Linked DNA regions of Danio rerio: all the other regions are linked to region 1. The links are chromatin contacts, called in public Hi-C maps. All regions are on one chromosome and are shown on one strand. Each heading gives the region's core, a stretch centred on a gene start, on an enhancer-like site or on the middle of the called end of the contact. The rest is flanking DNA. Distances are from core to core; before and after follow the strand shown.

Evidence for each region. A called contact is a pair of places that touch in the nucleus more often than the background predicts.
Region 2: a contact with region 1 is called in a Hi-C map of hematopoietic stem cells, with 4 times the contacts expected there. The contact joins two enhancer-like sites. A contact is called at or near these places in 8 of 18 Hi-C or Micro-C datasets (caudal fin, embryo, fibroblasts and 3 more) and 1 of 4 datasets of contacts at active chromatin or transcription factors (caudal fin).
Region 3: a contact with region 1 is called in a Hi-C map of embryo, with 2.8 times the contacts expected there. The contact joins the promoter of hsd17b1 here to the enhancer-like site in region 1. A contact is called at or near these places in 2 of 18 Hi-C or Micro-C datasets (caudal fin and embryo).

What each region holds. Positions count from the first base shown.
Region 1 is chr3:17,071,103-17,076,099 of GRCz12tu, forward strand. No RefSeq gene overlaps it. Among named protein-coding and RNA genes, the nearest start is that of spag9a, 81 kb to the right of the region's middle. Within about 2 kb of position 1,564, at least 36 of the 62 cell types and tissues checked have an H3K27ac peak or open chromatin away from gene starts, as enhancers often do.
Region 2 is chr3:16,901,108-16,905,793 of GRCz12tu, forward strand. No RefSeq gene overlaps it. Among named protein-coding and RNA genes, the nearest start is that of wfikkn2a, 26 kb to the left of the region's middle. Within about 2 kb of position 1,389, at least 5 of the 62 cell types and tissues checked have an H3K27ac peak or open chromatin away from gene starts, as enhancers often do.
Region 3 is chr3:16,823,216-16,827,711 of GRCz12tu, forward strand. hsd17b1 (hydroxysteroid (17-beta) dehydrogenase 1) reads right to left here and starts at 2,341. Exons shown (of 6, transcript NM_205584.2): 1 at 2,185-2,341; 2 at 1,236-1,397; 3 at 823-1,002. The coding sequence starts at 2,281.

The DNA of each region.
Region 1 (4,997 bases), core at 314-2,813:
TTTACAGATTAATATTTTTCTGATACCACACTTCTGCGGTGAGTTGTTTTAGAAAATATAATCAGATGTTTCAATGTAATGTTAACATATACTTCCTCTATGTATTCATGTTTTGAGTTTTTACAGCAAATGTCACATCCATAATGCCGGAATTGCTCAGTAGTCTTACTTATTAAATCTTACTAAATAGACAAGTGCATATTCATTATATACTAGTTTTTTTTATTTTTATTTAAGTATCTAATACAGATAAATAAAAAGTGGCATTAGTTTAATGATCAATATCACACGAGTAGCAGTGCAATGTGGCTGTGTATTGGCGTGGTGGGAGGTATGCGTCCCACCAGTGATGATATACAGCCACATCGCACTGCTACGAGTGTGACATTGCATTTATACAACAGTTCGACGACATAATCGTGTGTATAAAAAAGAAAAATCAAACACAGAGAGTCTAAAAACCTTTTGTATTAGGAACTACTTTCTTCCACCATTCATTCACATCTGCAGCTGACATCAGAACAGCAAAAGCAGTTACTACTTCACCAACGTCACTTTAGAGCTAGTGTTTGAATGATTCTCTAGCGTAATGTCTGAAGTGATGACAAAACAGCTGATTTTGCTCACATTTTAAGATTATAAGGCTGAACTGCATGAAATGCCATCAGTCTACAGAGATATCTCTATACAGTATCTGTACAGTCTACTATAAAGTCTATTACAGCCTACAGTATTGCTGTTTGTGGGCGGAGTGGTACACAAGGGTGAAGAGGCAGTATTTGTGCTGTTACTGGCAGAATATCGTACGCTATCAACCCATCAGATTAAAGAACCAGACAGAACTGTGGTATAAAAACGTACAGTATAACATTAAATAATTTCAGCGTCTAATGATTAAGAACTAGTACCTAATGATCAACAATTATTCTAATATAACCATTATAAATAAAATGCATATAGAGATATTAGAATATCTCTATTATTACAGATCTGTGGCAAAAATATAACAAGAAAATAGCTACCATTCACCTCTGAAATAAGGACTAGCATGTAATTAAAAAGTTCTGGCATATATCCAATAGGTAATATTGTTTAACTAGCAAGTTCAAGAGAAATCCCCAATTAATAATTGATTGCATGTCATCCATTTAATTGGTATTAAAGTCTATTTAATAGGTACCAGTATAAATACCATTAATTAATAATTAATACCATTAATTAATTAATTAATTAAGACCTGTTATTCAATAATTAATTACTAGTAATTTTTAAAAAGGTACTACAAAAAGATTAAGCAGAATAACTGCTAGTAGCCTATTTAATGGGATAATATACTAGTTGCCTGTCACAATTTAACCACAAAGTTACATGTCTTAAAAACGTTTTGCAGGTAATATTAAAATTAGCACAGCTAAAATAAATGTAACAAAAAATTGAGCTGCAGGATGGTGTACTCGAAGTAGATAGACGTGCACGGACACACACACACACACACATACTCAGAGAGCATCTGGCTGTGTTATGTAAGGGCTCCAGCTCTGTTTATGTCTCGCTCTCTCACCGTCAGCAGTGTGTGATGTGATGTGATGTCCTTCAGTTTCTATGGGCCTTCGGGAACAGTGCAGTTCTGCCACCTGCTGGCCAAAAATACCTTCATAATATGATCTTTATTATTTTATTTTATTGAGTCCAAAATAAAAACTCTTATTATTATTTAACTCACCCTCATCATGTCCTTTCAATCATGAGAGATTCTTTGGAGCACAAATTTATAAAATATTTAATCTGGGAGATTTCTGTCCCCCACCTGAAAGTCTATTTAACATTACCACAAAACTCTTAACACTTCAAAGTGTTCGTGATGAATATACCAACATAAAATATGAACGTATTAGTTTTATAAATCTGTCTGAAGTCTTCTGAAGAACTGTGATTGATCTAAACGATGAAAAGATTTCATTTGATAAACTTTGAGCAGCAAATCGAATAACGTTAAGTTCAAGTACGTTTGCTTGAGAAAGAACCAACGAGATTCACTCTTGGTCTCTCGCGAGAAGAATCAACACGGTTTGTTAAACACGCCTCAAGCGGTTAATATTGAATTAGAATATCTCCATTTGTATTTCATAAGACAAGCGGTGATAATGGTGAGTAAATAATAACATGTTCAAATTAGTACGAAATGGCGTCTAAACTCACTACTAAAGCGAACCATTCAACACATAATAAGATATGTATATATCAATACTGTATATAATCAAATACAGCTCTACTGCATGAACTCAACAACACAAACGGCTTTAACGACTTTTTATACTTAAATATAAGTTTTTTGTTTTTTGTTTTTTTTTGTTATAGCAAACAGGATTGATGTTTCAGATTAAGACAAACCAACTAATACCAAACAATAAATCAGATACATTGTCAGTACTCACGGGTGTTTGCTCTGTTAATTTAGTGATTTCCCTCCAAAAATTTGGTCACTTCCGGGAGCATGATGTTAGGTCATTAGCTGGTCTTGTCAGTTAAAGGGATTGATGTACAGTTGAAGTCAGAATTATTAACCCCCAATTTCTGTTTCTAAACATGATAGTATTAATAACTCATTTCTAATAACTGATTTATTTTATCTTTGTCATGATGACAGTTAATAATATTTTACTAGATATGATTCAACACTTCTACTGCCTAAAGTGACATTTAAAGCCTTAACTAAGTTTATTAGGTTAACTAGTCAGGTTAGGGTAATTAGGCAAGTTATTGTATAACGATGGTTTGTTCTGACTATCTGAAAAAATATAGCTTAAATAAAACAAATAAGACTTTCTCCAGACGAAAAAATATTATCAGATATACTGTGAAAATTCCCTTTGCGCATTTGGGAAAATATTTTAAAAAGAAAAATAAATCCATGGGGGGCTAATAATTCTGACTTCAACTGTATTTACTTTTCCGAAACATATTTGACATGGTGAGGGGGCATAGAATTTCTGTTCAGATTTTTAAATTGACAAACTTCCAGTGAAATTAGCTAAATTTCACAAACAAGCTTTATTGTCCTGGATGTTGGTATTTAAGCACAAATTTTCCCCCCAAAAATATAGGCTATTATTTGGATAAATAGATGTAAATCTCTCTTCTTTCAAAATTGGTATGAAAATGATATTGTGTTAGGCAACTTCTAAATTTAAATGGCAAATTAATATCTTACAGTGAATATTTAGATATGTTATGTTTTCCAATTACAACAGCTTCATTTTATAAAAGAGTATGGAAATGAGTGTGGAAAATATGTTAAAGAAAACCTTTTTTTTTTTCAGGAGACCTTGATATCATTAAACAAAGTTATATTAATAAATGATTTAGAAATATTATAACAGGTGATACAGTTATATATAAAAACTTAAGATGGACCAATGTATTTATGAATATAAATTGGAAGAAAGCTTGGCGTTCTTGTGAAATATATTGCTTAAATAATAAAGTAAAATAAAAATTTTACATTTTATATATCTAGTTAAAGAGGTTTTAAAAAGATTGACTTTGGATATTGATTATTCTTGTGAATTTTGTTCCATGGAAAAATAATATATTGTCCACCTGTTTTGTGACTGTGTATACACAGTGTTTTTTGGGTGGATATGGGAAATTTATTTAGAAGGAAAACCAATATTATATTTAAATAGCAAAATTTTGATATTTGCATTATGTAAATTTTTGTAACAAATTTATCTTCCTTGTACAGGTTTTTATTATTTTGAGAAAGTTTCATATAAATAAATAAAATTAACTGAATCAAAGCCAAATTTTGTTCACGTTCTTTTAGAGACCAAGGACTATTGCACAAGTTTCATTCATTCTTTTTTTTTTATTTTATTTTATTAATCTGGGGTCGCCACAGCGGAATGAACCACCAACTTATCCAGCATATGTTTTACACAACAGATGCTCTTCTGGCTGCAGCCCATCACTTGGAAACATCCGCATGCACACTCATTCACACACACTACGGACAATTTAGCTTACCCTATTCACCTGTACCACATGTTTTTGGACTGTGGGGAAAACCGGAGCACCCGGAGGAAACCCACGCGACACAGGGAAAACTTGCAAACTCCACACAGAAATGCCAACTGACCTAGCCGAGGCTTTAACCAGCGACCTTCTTGCTGTGAGGCATTTGTGCTACCCACTGCGCCACCGTGCCGCCCAGTTTGGAGAACATCGTTTAACAAGAAAAACCTCTAATATTCTTAAGGGATATATGATTTTTAATTATAAAATGTTTTGTATGTACACTCTGGCATACAGTATGTATTTTTGTATATCACTGTATAATTCGGTCTTTGTTTTGTTAATAAAAAAATTGTTAATAAAAAATAAATAAAGGGATAGATGTAAAAATATTGGCAGGATAAAACAAAATTAAAATGACTTATAAAGCATACATTTACCATATTCAACACATTCCTTAATTTCATTTGTTTAGGCTACTCCTGCTTGTTTGTATGAAAAAAGATTGAATACTGAAGATTGAATACTGGGAAAATTAAATGACTACAAATTTAAGTATTAACAATATTTTAATGGCGAAATGTATTGCACCTGGATCGCACATTTAATTAGCTTTTTTCATTTGGGACGAAAACCTGAAATATTTCTCAACAAAACTCATGATTGCATTAGGAGTCTTATTTTACAAATGCTACACATGTTCAGCTTAATAATTGTGTTTAATATGTTCCCCAAATATATTAAAACATTTAACTCTGGAATTGAAATTAGTTTATTCAACAAAAGTAAAAACTAATTTAGAAATACTTTGGGGAAAATGTATTAAGAATCGGCCAACTTGTTTGTAAATCGGCCTACCTATGTGTGGGGGGTGGATTTTACTCAGAATTAAAATAAACCCTCTAATAAAACAACAAAACACATTCATCAGTTTCCATCGTTATGCTGACAGAATGGAATCCTACATATGTGAACGGATTACA
Region 2 (4,686 bases), core at 139-2,638, 170 kb before region 1:
TCGTCCACCATGCAAACTAATTATCCTCATCAAACAACCATCTTTTGATAGCTTTTTTGAACCTCCCTAAGTCTTTTATTTCTTTGATCGATTTTGATAATTTGTTCCACATGATTGCACTTGTATATAAAAACATTTACCCCCATTAGACTTCTAAATTGAAATAAACAAATATTAAAATCCCAACCCCTAGTACTGTATGAATGATGTTGCCTCACCATTTGAAAATAGTTCACCAAATAACAAGGAACCACATTTTTAAACATTTTACGTACCATTCCCAGTTTTAAAAAACATACTCTATTGCTCTAGGATGAATTTTTAAAATGATTCATACTAATTTATGTTGTGCCTTTTGCAATTTTATCTTCATATTCTATGAGCAGCTACTATACCAAAATGAAGTAACAATCTAAATGAGGTTGAATCAAAGCTCCTGCCAATAATTTTAAAGAATGAACATCCAACAGATCAGCTTGCCTTGCTAAGAACCTAATTTTCACATATCTTCTTGCCAAGCTTTCTTGCCATAACATCTCCTGATAATTTATTATCTAATAAACATCCCAGACATGCTTTTAGTTATGCTTCAGGTTTTTCATCTACACTGGGGGGCGCAATTGCACCACTCTTAATGTAATTGATATGAATTGCCATGTGTCTGTACCATTATATCCAGTCAGGGGGGATCATTTTATCAACAGTCTTTAAGCTGATGATTGCATGTTACACCGTCATAGGCTTTTACGTACATTATTGTAGTTGACACGACATGCAATACTCGTTTTTAATAAAAAAAAAGGAATGATTAAGTTGACGAATGAACACATTAAGGTATGAATGAATGAATCACTCCGCCATAATGAATGTTTTACGAGTTTTCAAAGCAATCTCGTGGGTGAGTGAGCAGAATAATGGGACATCACGATGCTGCTGTCTTTTATTTCCAGAAGAATCCTCTGCTTCAGTGCTTAATTCATCAATAAGGAATAATTTATGGGCGAGCTTAATGGGTCAGCAGCTTCATTTAGAAAGCTGGCTGGAGTGGATATGGGGATCTGGAACACGATACACCTAATCTGATTCCTAAAATCAAACTGAACGTCTTGGGGAGTTACAGCTACATGCCTGAAACATGTCGAATATATAGTGTCGATTTCAGACATGCCTGTCATATGACTGTGGATATTAACGATGACTGAATATTAGCAATGCTGAGCACATTTCAAGATCATGTTTCAGCCCACAGTAATACAAGAAATTATGCTTTCCTTGAATGAAAATGAGGCAAATCGTTGTGTCATGCAAATTATTTTAATCGTGTTTAAATCACATACAGTAGAAGTCAGAATTATTAGCCCTCCCTGAATTATCCTAAATTATTTTATAAATTTTTTCCCCAATTTCTGTTTACCAGAGAGATTTTTTCAACACATTTCTAAACATCATAGTTTTAATAACTCATCTCCAATAATGGATTTATTTTATCTTTGCCATGATGACAGTAAATAATATTTGACCATATATTTTTGAAGATATTTCTATACAGCTTAAAGTGACATTTAAAGGCTCAACTAGGTTAATTAGATTAACTATAGGCAGGTTAGGGTATTTAGGCAAGTTATTGTATAATGATGGTTTGTTCTGTAGACTATCTAAAAAAAAAGAAAAGAAAAAATTGTTCAAACGGGCTAATAAGTTGGTCCTTAAAATTAATAACTGCTTTTATTCTAGCTGAAATAAAACAAATCAGACTTTCTCCAGAAGAAAAAATATTATCAGACATACAGTGAAAATGCCCTTGCTCTGTTAAACATCATTTGGGAAATATAAAAAAAAATCAATCAATCAATCAATCAATCAATCAATCAATCTATCTATCTATCTATCTATCTATCTATCTATCTATCTATCTATCTATCTATCTATCTATCTATCTATCTATCTATCTATCTATCTATCTATCTATCTATCTATCTATCTATGTGTACATAAAGTAGGTAGAGCAAGGAATTTTTCACAGTATTTTGTTTTATATTTTTTCTTCTGAAGAAAGTCTTATTGCTTTTAGTTTTGCTGGAATAAAATAATATATCTAACATTTATTTACTTTCTATTCACTTATTAAATTAGAGAAATTAATTTGTTTATTGTTTATTTATTATTTAATTTGTTTAATATAGCGATGACATTTTCCACAGTATTTATTTTTATTTTGTTCTTCTAGAGAAAGTAATTTACTTTAAGACAGACTTAAAGAATTTTAGTTTGGCTGACATAAATAAAAAATATTTTTAAATGAAAAAAAAAAAAACTGCCAAGGTCAACATTATTAGCTCTTTTTTCAATATATTTTTTCTGTTTTGATGTTGTCCAGTGATTTGCCTAATTAACCCAACTTGCCTAGCTATTGTACTTTAAGCTGATTAAAAAAATTACAAAAAAAATTGTAAATTATTATTTAAGTCATTATTCATGACATTATCAGAAATGATTAAAATAAAACAATTTGGTATAAAAATTTGCTGAAAAAATCTTTCCATATATAACAATAACATTTGTTTCATTCCATAAAGTCTTTTATTTTATTATTTTATTTTTCTAATAAATTTCAAATAAAAGTGTTTTCATTTAGAGCTTATTTTAGTTGGGAAAATAACAATCTATCAGGATAACAAATAATTAGATTTGCTGTGAGTTATTCCACCAAATATTGAATCATATATTGTATTGTCGATAAAGAAATTTAAACGTGTCTGAAACACACTGCAAACTAATGACTCTAACTGAAATAATTATATTTGAAGGAAATGTCATTAAGAAAAAATGCATAAAAAAAAAAAAGTTTATACAACATACAGTGCTCAGCATAAATGAGTACACCCCATTTTAAAAATGAATATTTGTATCCATTTCTTAGTGAATATGGGTAAAATATTTTGGTGCATTTGAACAAACCAGATTTATTAAACGGTTAATTAAATGGATATTTATTAAAATACTATTTTAGTCTTTAGAAAAAGAAAACATTTAAATTATCACAAAATATTGCAAAAATAAAAAATAAAAAATTACAAACTACAACATTTCAATAAAATTGTATATATTTTTTATTTCTCTTGGTTTTTGCTATTTTTGAAAATTTTATTTAAACATTTTCTATGTCATATAAATTTGCCCTACAAATTTTTGAACCATTATTGTAAGTTAATTTGTTATATTGGCTCCAGATTTGGCTTCAGTACTGACTAAACTAATGTATATGCACTCATATAATTATAAAGCATCCTATAGAATATATTCATTTGAATGAGAGATTTGTGGGGGTCATGCTAAGCACTGTACCTTTCACAGGTTTAATTTTTATTCTACCTTTTCCCTCCCATCATTCTCATATACATTTTGAATGTTGCAAACCAATATTTTTGCCTAGTTTATTGTCCATTACATATATGGAAATCTCCTTTTTCTCTAGTTATCCTACTAATAACAAATAGCACAGATGGCCAGCAAACTGCTCTTTATAAATGGGTAAATGATGATCTTCTCAGGCCGTCATCACATCCCTGCTCTATAATTACCTTCAGCCAGTAGCAAGTGGGAAGAAATAGACGTGTACACTGTAATAACCGAAGTTAAAGACTAATCCAGTGAATGATCAACTGTATAAATCAGCAGCCTAGCTAGTTCAGATAGCAGAATGTATGTGTCCACTCTGCCTGGTATTGTTGGGCCAAAGCGAAGCCATAGTGATTATAGTTTTGCAAGATTAAATATATATATATATATATATATATATATATATATATATATATATATATATATATATATATATATATATATATTTTTTTTTTTTTACAATTTAGTTTTAGTTCATTTCATTAATAGTTTTGTTTGTTTTAGTTTAGTTTTTATTTTGTGAACACATTTTTCTTTAGTATTTATTTATTTATAGTTTCAGTTTAAGTAATTATAGTAACAGAGTTATGCCTAAAAAAGTACAGCTTAGTGTTTGTACAGCTTACATTATCTCTTGTGCAAACCTCTTGGTAATAAAAATAAACAAAATAATTGTTTGAACAGACACTGAAAACCAAAAATCAGACAATGCAACAAACAAATAAATATTATAAAGAATTAAAGGGCACCTATGATGCAAAATCATCTTTTGGAAGCTGTTTGGACTGAACTGTGTGCAGGTATAGTGTCCACAGTCACATTGGAGTGATAGAAACACAAGTCTCTACTTTTTTAAATTTCCTGACACAATAAAAGGATCCAAATTCCAGTGATTTTGAGGCCCACCACAACATGATGTAGAAGTGCAGTTTTCTCCACTCACTGATTTGACTGAGATGTGCGTATTAGCATGTTTCTGTAGTAACGAGTATAAACATGAAAAGAAAATGAGATTAAAAGATCTGTTCCAACTCTCTGTGATCAGCTGCAGCTCAAGTTTAAACGTTTAAAACGTTTTAAAATCAGAAAAGACAGTAAAATCAATATGTAATTAATAACTGCTAGAATCAGCACAGCTGCATAGTGTCAGTAGAACTATAATCAAGGATGCTTCAAACACAACTGGTGTCCTGGTTTGTGAACATTGTATCAGGTTTATTTTGTGCAGTAGCATAAGGGATATCCATACAGTATATTAACTTGTATTCAGTCAGATTTGCTGCAAGT
Region 3 (4,496 bases), core at 1,091-3,590, 250 kb before region 1:
GTAGTCGCTGTGGCGACTCCTGATTAATAAAGGGACGAAGCCGAAAAGAAAATGAATGAATGAAGTGGGCAAATCTTTATTATGAAGCTCCCTTTTAGATGTCTTGCCTATAAGTAGGGCCAGACAGAATCTGTGGTCATTATCTGGTATTTCTGCAGAGGATTTTGTAAAAAATCTGCAGATTTATGTGAAATGATTTTGGAATTATCATAACTAAAAACGTAATATATGAAATTAAAAAATAATACCTTTTAAACTTTTATTTTATTTAATGTCTACAAACCAAATCCAATTCGATCCACTTAATTGGTAAATAAAGCAAGTCTCTTATATAATATCTCTACTAAAAGACAGAAAATATTTGTGTGTGTGTGTGTGTGTGTGTGTGTGTGTGTGTGTGTGTGTGTGTGTGTGTGTGTGTGTGTGTGTGTGTGCGCGTGTGCGTGCGTGCGTGTGTGTGTCTGTCTGTCTGTCTGTGTGTGTGTGTGTGTGTGTGTGTGTGTGTGTGTGTGTGTCTGTGTCTGTGTGTGTCTGTGTCTGTCTGTGTCTGTCTGTGTCTGTGTGTGTGTGTGTCTCTGTGTCTCTGTGTGTGTGTGTGTGTGTGTGTGTGTGTGTGTGTGTGTGTGTGTGCGTGTGTGTGTGAGAGAGAGAGTGAGTGAGTGAGTGAGTGAGTGAGTGAGTGAGTGAGTGAGTGAGTGAGTGAGTGAGTGAGTGAGTGAGTGCGTGAGTGCGTGAGTGCGTGCGTGCGTGCGTGCGAGAGTAAGTGAGTGTGTGTGCGAGTAAGTGAGTGTGTGTGCGAGTAAGTGAAAGTTCTTCTCTCACCCTGCAGTCCTCCCATGCTGCCGGTGACCAGGATTCTGCCGTGTCTCTTTTTCTTCATGTCTGGTAGGAAGGTCTGTATGGTGCGGATGGTGCCCAGCAGATTGACGTCCAGGATGGCTCTTATAGTGTCCAGCGAGTGGGTTTCCAGAGGACCCATCAGACCCACACCGGCATTACACACTAACACAAAAATATCAGGAGGAAATACATGAGAATGGCTGTGCATGTGAGCATTTAAAGGGAGAGTTCACCAAAAATTAATGTTCTGTCATAATTTCTTTCTGCTGTTTTAAAAAATATATAAATATATATATATATATATATATATATATATATATATATATATATACTGTGTGAACTATCCCTTTATTTATTTATTTTTTTTCAAGGAGAAATGTCTAATTTTCTCTTACCCAGTATGTCAATTCTGCCCTCTGTAACATTTCTTTGAGCATCAAGTATAGATTGCTGGTCAGTTACATCCATTTGCAGGATGTCCAGAGTGTCTTTATGCAGTCCTCTGACGCTCTCCAGCAGCCGTTGCTTCTTGTCCAAGTTCCGCATAGTAGCATAGACTAAACAACATCAGTAAGAAGTCATAGTTTGACACTGATTGTAATGTTAATTATATTTTGTAAAACTCAATTTGCATTAGTAATGTGCATTGCTAGTAAGAACTTGACGACTTTAAAGGCGTTTTATGTCTCATCATTTTCTTTTTGAATCCCTCAGATTGTACATTTTCACATAGTTGTATCTCAGTTTAATGCCGTCCTGTCCTAGCATTATTTATTCAGCATTCAGATAATGGATACATCTCATTTTCTAAAAATTGGCACTTATGGTTTTGCGGTTCAGGGTCACACATACTCAACAAGATAATAACAAAATAACAAATAATAACAAAATAATAGTTGAATTTATATTTATTTAAAAAAAATGACCCCATTCAAAAGCTGATAGCACATAGATTTTTAACACTGTGTAGTTCTCTGAATGAGCCACAGATGTGTGTTGATTTTTGTGATGTGTTCAGGAGTCCCTTGTTGTGAAAAAATGAATGACAAAAATTGAAGACAACAAATATTTTTGTTGATTGAGCTTACTTTAATAAGTTAACCAGTTTTCAAATATTTAAGCTATACAAATGTTAACTTCATATTTTTGATTAGTTTAATGTAAGTTGAGGTGTCTAAAAAGTAACCGATTCAACAAAAAAATGTAAGAATTGTTTTACAGTGTACTATCGCTTTTTACAGTGCAGTATATTAATAAAATAATAACGTTTTGGTTAACTGTAAAGATCAGACATGCACAAACACTCAATTTAACAGAACCCACTGAAATGTGTTGTTCTAATACCTTTGTAGGCTTTTGCTGGATTTGATGCGAGATGCACAGCAAGGCTGAGTCCAATCCCTGAAGAGCATCCAGTGATGAGAACAACCTTCTGCTCCATTTTTACAAGAAAACTCAGATGAGACGAGCGCTGCAATGATTCTCCGAGGTTATGTGCAGTTATGTGCTCCGTCTAAGTGCTGTGTCTCGGATTCAGATGTTTTAGATTTTTCCATTATCACAAGGACAGCTTTATGTAAACATTCTGATTTCACACTTTTGTTTTGCTCAACAGGTGCCACATCACATATACAGTATATACACATCAGCAGCTGTGGTGAATATTAAATACAATTTGTATTTGTTCAGAAAATAATACTTCATGCATCTTGTAGGTTTTTAATCACACTTCAATTAAGGATGTGATGTTATGCAATTAATTTGAGATCACAAAAGGATCAGCTTCTATAAGAATAATCACTTTTAGTGTTAGGGCTAAATTTAAATGTATAGACCATTTCAATGTGGTCATGTCATTGGCCCATGAACATTTTCTGCTTGTCACCAAACTATTTCACAAGAGGCAATTTAATCATATCTGAATGTTAAAACGACTGCCATGACAGCATTTATCAATATGTGGACCTTTTTGGATTCTTGGAAGCTATGGAAATTCAAAATATAATACAAGAAAACATTAGCTGAAGAAAAAAATAATTAATTAATTAATTAATAGTCGTGATTTAAACAAATTGACCATTTTGAGAGATGCAAACAATAGCAATGGTTCTTAGTCTCTTTAATAATCAGGGGTCTTATCCAGCATATGTTTTCCAGCTGCAATCAAGTACTGGAAAACATCCATACACACTCATTCACACACAATTTAGTTCAATTTAGTTTCAAGAGTTCACACTTACATAATGCTCAACTAGGGTAGCAGGTTTGGCATGCTTTCCCGGGAAAGAACCCTGAACTTGCAGATAGATGAGCCCAAGGTTCCCGCCTGGTCAATGAGCAATAGGAGGGATACGAGATCAGGTGTTTCTCGAATGCCCCCGTACCCTGGCTAATGGGTGATACTGATTGGTTAGGCATGTATGCGCTAGTTGCTTGAGACTGTATTACAATTCACTTTTGTACATGTTTTTTTTGACTGTGCAAACTCCGCGCAGGGAGTGCTGACTGGTTCGAATAGGACTTGAACCTGTGGCCCTCTTGCTACGAGGCAGCAGAGCTAACCACTGAGCCACCGTGTTGCCCGATCATAAAAGAGGCGGAGGGAAAAGGGGGTTGTTGGAAGGGTTTTCGAAAACGGAGATAGGGAATAAAGATTAATCAGGATATATATATATAGTAGTTTTGGAATGCTCTGATTGGCTAGCTAATGATTAGTGATGAGGGTCAGCTGAAGTTGATCATATCACATGCTCCTCTCAAAATTAGTTTATGAAACTTCGCTTATTCAATTTACGTGTACCACATGTTTTTGGACTGTGGGGGAAACCGGAGCACCTGGAGAAAACCCACAAGGACACTGGGAGAACATGCAAACTCCACACAGAAATGCTAGCTAACCCAGTCGGAACTCAAACCAACGACTTTCTTGCTGTGAGGTGACAGTGCTAACCAATAAGCCCTCACATTCAATAAAATAAAAAAAAAAACGGTTGCATTTGTCTGTAGAAATATCTTCTCACTATGTTGCATCCCACTTGTCAATCTAAACCAAGATAATTGGGTGATTATTCCTGCCACATTATATTATGTTTCTTCATTAGCATGATTGGTCTCAGTGATTTGTCCATAACTAAGTCAGTAATATAAAAGACTAAATTAACAAAACATTTACAAAAAAAAATTATTTATATCATTTATTTTTCCCCAAACTATTTTTAGTTCTGCAAATGTATTTGTAGTTCTGTAAATAAAAGTAGTTCTGTAAATGTTGGCTTTTTGAAAACTGTTGCACAAGTCATGCAGATGAAAGGTCACAGACATTGTTTACTGAAATGGTCGGCTTCGTAGAATTATTTCAACACTTGGAAAAAGTAATGTAAAATATGACCTCTTTTTATTGTGTATGCCAGGGCTATTCAATAGGCAGCCAGCGTGCCAATCCCGGCCCCGAGGCAATTTGTTTTGACCCTCCAAAAAGTGTGACCAAGACATGATAAATAAATTTAGTTCAGTCGAAAAACGGTCGCTATAGTAATGAAGTGACGTGTGTCTGTTTGATACAGCACAAGCTGCAGTTGAAGGCTGTGCAGAGTGTGAGTCACCTGTCGAGCGAATGGCGCGAGCAGCCAAAAACATTTGGATATGTTTGTTGAAAA